2 separate regions of the Mus musculus genome follow, and region 1 is linked to region 2. Evidence: chromatin contacts called from public HiCAR-type data. All regions are on one chromosome and are shown on one strand. Each heading gives the region's core, a stretch centred on a gene start, on an enhancer-like site or on the middle of the called end of the contact. The rest is flanking DNA. Distances are from core to core; before and after follow the strand shown.

Evidence for each region. HiCAR-type assays count read pairs that join an accessible place to other places.
Region 1: a contact with region 2 is called in a HiCAR-type map of astrocytes, with 8 times the contacts expected there. The contact joins two enhancer-like sites. A contact is called at or near these places in 5 of 39 promoter capture datasets (the 3T3-L1 cell line, cranial neural crest, maxillary cranial neural crest and 1 more), 1 of 15 datasets of contacts at CTCF or cohesin (the NIH/3T3 cell line), 13 of 484 Hi-C or Micro-C datasets (the 3T3-L1 cell line, the HL-1 cell line, the MC38 cell line and 9 more) and 15 of 115 datasets of contacts at active chromatin or transcription factors (the NIH/3T3 cell line, astrocytes, craniofacial prominence and 10 more).

What each region holds. Positions count from the first base shown.
Region 1 is chr9:41,696,304-41,699,828 of GRCm38.p6, reverse strand. The region is part of intron 2 of Gm35835 (a long non-coding RNA gene); the gene reads left to right. Among named protein-coding and RNA genes, the nearest start is that of Gm35835, 39 kb to the left of the region's middle. Within about 2 kb of position 1,603, at least 53 of the 459 cell types and tissues checked have an H3K27ac peak or open chromatin away from gene starts, as enhancers often do. A contact at or near this core is called in astrocytes, brain, cerebral cortex and 5 more, where this site is marked.
Region 2 is chr9:41,588,544-41,592,079 of GRCm38.p6, reverse strand. Mir100hg (Mir100 Mirlet7a-2 Mir125b-1 cluster host gene) reads right to left here. Exons shown (of 5, transcript NR_131928.1): 5 at 2,061-2,106. Among named protein-coding and RNA genes, the nearest start is that of Mir125b-1, 8.4 kb to the right of the region's middle. Within about 2 kb of position 1,724, at least 60 of the 459 cell types and tissues checked have an H3K27ac peak or open chromatin away from gene starts, as enhancers often do. A contact at or near this core is called in astrocytes, brain, cerebral cortex and 5 more, where this site is marked.

The DNA of each region.
Region 1 (3,525 bases), core at 354-2,853, 110 kb before region 2:
GGTTGTCTATCGTAAAGAGTGTTGTTAGGCTCATCTGCAATGGCACACCAAAGCTATGATCATGATTGTTGATCAGGTAAGACACCTCTGACATTCACCCAGAACAATATTATCTGTCCCTGACCTCCGAGACTGATCTCCTCAGTTGTGAGAGTATGTGATTGATTTATTATTTCCACTGTTACATGAGAAATAATGCTCCCCCTTTTAATTTGCTCAGATTGCGGTCATTGGAGGGACTAGTGAGCCGGTGGCAATGACATCTTCACAGTGAAATCCCTATTGATAGTTCTCCATCGATCTCTCTTTCCACATCCATCACAGTTGCTTTAAAGTTCCTGAAAATTGACCAATACTCCCTACCTGACAGTTCCCCTTACCCATAATTCATTTCTTTCAGTGTCCGTGTCTTGAAGCAGTCAGTGAAGGCTTATCGCTATAGCTATCTACCTTTGTCTGTACACATATATGCACACAGTACCTGCCTCCATGGCATACCAAACCTTCTGGAAATAATGCACAATTAATTCTCTTGGCTGCACTTCAAACAAGCTCAAAAGGGATATTTTCCCTGTTTTCTGGATGAAAGGCAGAGGCCCATTCGTTCATGGGAAGAGCACTACAAGGATTTACACTGACTTTTCTGGCAGCCCAGGCCTTGCACACGTTATACAGCAGTCTTCTTTACTCCCCTGTGGAAGAATTAAACACATCTCCTTCTACTTTCTACATTGGACTGTGGAAAGTGGCAGATCTGTGCTAAATGACCCTGTGGATTGAGGGGGACTAGAGTCTTAATCTTTTGCCGATCTCTGGCTTACACTTTCTGAAGCTGGCTTGTTTGACTAGTAAATCAACTCTGTGTCGATCCAGTTCCCTGCATTTAGGCCATGATTACTCCCCAGCCACAAGAGAAGGAACCTGGTGCTCGGCAAGTCTATCATCTACCTCTCAGGCATGGTGCTAGACCGTAAGAATAAATTCAAAGAGCTCAGGGAAAGAGAGTGTGCCTGCAACCTGCTCTCAGCCCAATAGTCGAAGGTAGATGATTAGATGTCATTAGAAGAGCCTCTCTAAGCCCCGGGACATAATTAACAGAATGGTGACCACCTGCTGTCAGGTGCCAGCATTGGGGGTAATTAGTAAGCCCAGTACCTAAGGATCACAAGGTCTAAGAAAGGAAAGAAGCAGAGAGAAAGACAGAGAGAGAGAGAGAGAGAGAGAGAGAGAGAGAGAGAGAGAGAGAGAGAGAGAGAGAGAGAGAGAGAACACATTCAAAAAGGCAGAGTGAAATCCCAGAAGAATCTGAGAGTTTAGAACAGCAATCTGGAAGAAATCAATCGGGTCCTTTAGGAGCTGCTGATGTCACAGCAGCTAAGCCAGCGAAGTGTCACTGAACCTGAGCACCTAGGGATGTTGGCTGACCTACTCACAGCCCAAAGCCACTGTCACTGTGCAGCAGGGTCTGTCGTTTAGCATCTTACAAATAAAGGAAAGGAAAGCAATCGATATGCAACATGACGAAAGCCTGGGAGAGCCAAACCCGGTTGGCAGGTCACAGGCCCGAGAGAGGCGAGAGAGACAAAAAGGGCCTGGAGATGTCAGCCTCAGATTTCTCAAGCCACACAAAGGCTGTTGGCTTTCAATACACACTGCTTGCCTCTGTTCATGGGAGAAAGGGGAACAAGGTGGTCAGTGTTAAAGGAAAGAGGGGGACAAGCGCCTGACGACAGTCTTGGAGCTGAATTTAAAAACATCAAATTAGAGGCATGTGCGCTGAAATGAGGCTCCGCTGCCTGGGAACGCACCTCCCTAAACAAATGCAGCAATTACGACGGCTGGTGCTTTGGCTCCCGGGTAGCACATTGAACACTGATGGGGGCCAGCGAGCCCACTCATTTCCCAAATCGCCCCTTTCACAACATCTCCACGGGAAAGTTAGGCCTGTCAGCTCGCTGCTTTGATGGCCACTAATACGACATCGCTCCAGGAGGACAAAGCTTAGTGTATGTTTCGACACTGTTCACTTAGCATGTTCCGCAGCCAGCAAGAGTTCCTAGCAGAAATCTCTCTGTCTTTTATCTTTAACATTTTAAAGGCTCAAATCAACTTACTAATATTACGAACCTAGACTTCATAATAGTATGTACACACACACACACACACACACACACACACACACAGATGCTCCTAAGAATTGTACCAAATGGTGGCCCTGCATCCATACATAGCAGTCTAGATTTTCTCTGAAATTCAGAACCAACTGACCCAAGCACTCACTCACAGGGCCCTGGAGTTGATACTGTAGCTACCAGGCTACATTCTTGACTTCCTCCCTAACATGGAGTTCCCATAAACTCTGTTGTTGTTGTTGTCTTGTTTCTGGATCTCTGGGTTTCTTTTAACATCCAGCTCCTAGGACCCCTGAGTTGGCCTTACTCCTACCCTGCTCTCACTCCATGTCTCCTGCCTTGTCTTATCTTCCTAGTCAAGGCTTCCAACTGCTTTTTGTAAGCAGTCATTGTTCAGGGTCTTGGTGTGACCTGAATATATTAGGAAGGTGGCAGGAGATCAGGGAAGGAGAAAAGAAAGAAAAACAGCAGAGCAGAAAATGCTCTGTGTGCAAGGTCTTTCCCAACAGAAAGCAGTTTCCTCAGGAGTTAACAGTGATGGAGTTTGTTGGGTGGGTTTTAATGTGTTCTGTCCTGAGCTTCTTGTTTCAAAAGACTTCACAACCAACATAAGTGAGGCTACTGTAATACAGTGCTAGCAAAAAATGGAGGCTATTACATAAATATGAAAGAGTAGGGGTTCCTAATAATTACCCTAATATTTGTTCCTTTCAGTAACAGACTTTGCCCTGAATAGAGTTGGGTGGTAGCCCCAGCCTCATTACTAACAAAGTTCCCAGCCTCATCTATCACAAAAAATACTTTCATACTCAAATCAAAGAAACATGTAACTGCCAAGTCATCAGAGATACAGGGACAAGGACTGTGGGTTAAAGGTCAGAGGGCTAGGAGCTGTGAAGAAAAAAAATAATCACAACATACCCAAGAGAAGTAAACTGATTCAAAAGTATGTAAGAACAAGTAAGTTTCTGCTACCTTCCAGTGGGCCCAATGTGAGCAGACACCTTGTGCTTCCAATATCATGCATCCCCTACACTAGATTCTCTACACTGTAACCTTAAATAAACTGTCATTCCCTCAAAAGAAAGTGTGAGCTGGGGTTTAAAAGTGGGGCTCAGTCTCTTGTGAGGCTATGCCAGGGCCTAGCAAACACAGAAGTGGATGCTCACAGTCAGCTATTGGATGGATCACAGGGCCCCCAGTGGAGGAGCTAGAGAAAGTACCCAGGAGCTAAAGGTATCTGCAACCCTATAGGTGGAACAACAATATGAACTAACCAGTACCCCCGGAGCTCTTGTCTCTAGCTGCATATGTATCAGAAGATGGCCTAGTCGGCCATCAGTGGAAAGAGAGGCCCATTAGTCGTGCAAACTTTATATGCCTCAGTACAGGT
Region 2 (3,536 bases), core at 475-2,974:
GACATGAGTACCAAGGAAGGAAGAAACTAGATTTTATGAGATCCAATCTATGCAACATTGGTGCCTTTAGTCAAATACAAGTTCATGTTTCTTTAGGACAGGGTGGAATAATTTAAAAGCCATTGAAAGAGGACTTAGTTTCTGGTCTTTGTTGGGACATTTCCAATTAAGTGGGCGGTTTTGTTTATTTTGTTGTTTGGTTGGTTGGTTTGATTTGAGTTTTTGTGGGGAGGGGTGTCTTTTTGTTGTTTGTTTGTAAAGTCACTCTGATTACAGGTTGTAGATTTACATCTTCTGTCACAAAGTACTATAACAGGTAACTTAAGGCCCTTCCCTTACTGCTCTTAAAACTTTGAGATTTCATGCAGAACTAAATCAAAAGTCTCAGACCAAAATGAAGAAGAAACATACAAACTGCTGGCAAGCAGTGTATTTCACTAAATTCTCAATTTTCTTCCATGAAAATACGTTTTATCATTCTGGTATAATTCAGCATGGAAGTAGGAAATACTGTGGCTGTAAGTCAGCAGAAAAGCCATGTCTTTCTGTAGACAGGCATTAAGGGCTATGGTAAAGGTGACAACTGTGTTGGGACTCATCACAAAAGTCAGACTAGGGACTGAGTTTCATGACCACAACCTTGAATGTGCATAGCTGCACGTAGCACCTTGGCCAGGCGCTCAACCTCACCAAAATCAGTTCCTTCACCTGTGAAAGGTGGATAATGTGTCGTTTTCATAGCAACCATGAGATTTAATATGCAAAACATTTTCTGTATGGAATAAACTTGGTAACAAGCAATCACGAACAGAAGAATCATGACTTCTATTCAGGAATCACCAACCAATCTTTGTAGTGACACAGAACTGGAACTTTAGTTCTAGTTTGGTTTAGGTGACATTCGGGGTGGGGGAGGGGAGATACCTGTGTGCAGCATCTCTACTAGACACACAGACAGCGGTTCCAAGTGTCAGGCAAAATCAAGACGAGATATGTGTAGTCTCCAAGACTCACCATGTGGATCTCCTCTGCCCGTCTGCTGCTTACCCTTATGCTTGCATTAAGGACTCTATTTTCTCCTATCTTCCCATTTATCTAGTTTTGTTTTTACATCCTTTAAAGGTTGATTTCCCATTCTCTCTTTAAGGGAGCATCCTTCCTTAAGCAAACCCACTTGGCTCCCTCCAAGGACGTTGTCTTTTGTGTCGTTGCTGTTCTTATTGTCTCCTGACTCAGTTTATCACTACACTTCAGGAAGCTTCTGCACCTTTGTCTGGCTTGACGTTGACCCCTGGCAGCAGCCATAGTATGTCACAGAGTCAAGCTCCCTGCTCAGAGTCTGGGAGCATGGTGTGGTGTTTCTGTGTGGTGGTGTGAGCATCTCTGTGGATCGCCTGTGACTGCTTTGCTGTCTTTTCCAACTGCTTTTTATTTTCTAGATCACTCTCAAGAACGAACACTGTGTTTTGATAAAAATAACTCTCTCCCCCCCCCAAAAAAAATCCAGTCTCTTCATACATTAACACATTTGGGCAAAGCTTTTTACACTCGTACAGTAACAAGCATATTCATACCAGGATCCAAATGGAAGGAGCATCAATCTGAACGAGACAGGGATACACACAAGGAAGGGCATGGTTTTGACTCATGAGTGTTCTGGGCTTCTCTGCTTCTTGCAAAGATTACTACTGGCTGCAACTGCACCATGTGGGTGGCTGCTGGGCAGGAGGGGCCTCTTCAGCTGGTCACTGGCTTTGTTTCAACTTCACAGTTGGCATGAGCGTCCGTCAGTCTGAAGCCTCTGCAGTCTTTTTCCTTTCACTGGGGAGACATTACTGAGAAAGGGGGCTATAGGACCAGCTGAAAGGAACATCAGAACAACTAGAAAGATAATAGAACATGTCACAGACAGTTATCACATTGACTGTTTAATGGAAGTGATTTGGGACACTGGAGAGACAATGCTCTTTCTAACTACAGCAGAAATGCTACCTCACTTTAACAACAAAAAGTGGCTTTCTTCCATTGTTCGCCTTGCTCAAGAATCAATGCAGCAGCAGTCTTGTGTCAGTGTGTACAAAGAAGAAAGCTTCAGGTCTACCCTCCCTGAAACAGAACACACAGGCACAGAGCAAAAGATCACAGGACACAGAGCACAGTCAAATGAGTCCTAGGAATGAAGGCAAACTAAGTTGGTTGTAGGTGCCTAACTGCTGCAATACAGGAGTGAATGGAGGCACTGGAATTAGTGGGTGTTCATTGCTTAGCCCCTTGAATATGTCTTGGTATTTTCAGTGCCGGCCATAGAGCTTGGCACATGGTACTGAAATAGAAAGTGTGAGGGAGAAAGGGAAGGAGGGAGAGAGAAAGGGAAGGGAGGGAGTAGTGATAAAGAGAAAGGAAAAAGAAAAGGGAAAGAAGGAGAGGGTATGAGGGAAAAGAAGGAGAGTGTAGGAGAAAGGGGAAAAGGGAGACAGTAATGAAGGAAGGCAGGAGTTACTGGAATATTGGGGCACCCAGGAAGGAAATTAGTCAGCTGTAAACATGTCAAAGATTTGGAGACTGGGGAATCCAGTTTGGCTTAATAAAAGAAGGGGTTTTACATTCTGAGTGGTTTGAGAAAAGGAGATGGGGTCATTTCCAGATGGCCTTGAACATGTCAGTGTCTCGTTTGGGAAGTGCACTGTGGTCAAGTGACCATTGTAGGCTCCTGAAAAGAACATGACCACAATTCAAATAAACCAAGGGGAACAAGAAACACAGAACTTATAGGCAGCAATCCAATGGAGTAAATAAACCACACCACAAGAAATCACAGGATAGCAGAAGGGCTGGGGAGAGGGTGTGGTCTAAAACAGAAAGGCAGTGTCTGGATATCTTCCAAGTTAATGTTGAAGGATGTGGCTTTATAACTGGGATCAAGAATTCACTTCTCCCTTTGGGAAGCTTTAGTTTTCTTTTCTTTTGCCCCTAGGCTGCTTTTTTTTCTGTCACCATCCCTCCCTGAAAAATAAACTCCAATCTTAGGTGCTTTCTCAACAAGATAAAGCAGATTAGTAACAAATGACCCTGGAGGTGGAATCAGATGTAACTTTGAAGGGCAACTGATGGTACCAATGGACAAATAAGTTCACAGGTTTTGGCCTTGCTCCTATTGCCCCCTATACTATGACATAGCTTCAGTAATTCTGAGAGGGGGTAAGCACTGAGACCCTACCTAGCCTGACCCACTTACTCACTTCACAGATAAGGATATTTGAGAAGAGAGCTATTAACGCTTCTCTCTTACTCTGCAGAAGTAGTTATGAATGAGATGGATTTGCAAGTGGTTTTTTAGTTAACTAAAGCCTTTGACATCGACTTCTCCTTTATACTCACACAATGGAAACGCATCAATGAGCTAGGCACGCTGAACGGGATACACCACGGCACATACTGTATTAAATACTTGGAGTATTTGAGGATGCTGACTCTCTAGAGGAGACATCTAACTGGTAGAATGACTTAGGGTAAATGCTATGCCCAGGCAATGCATT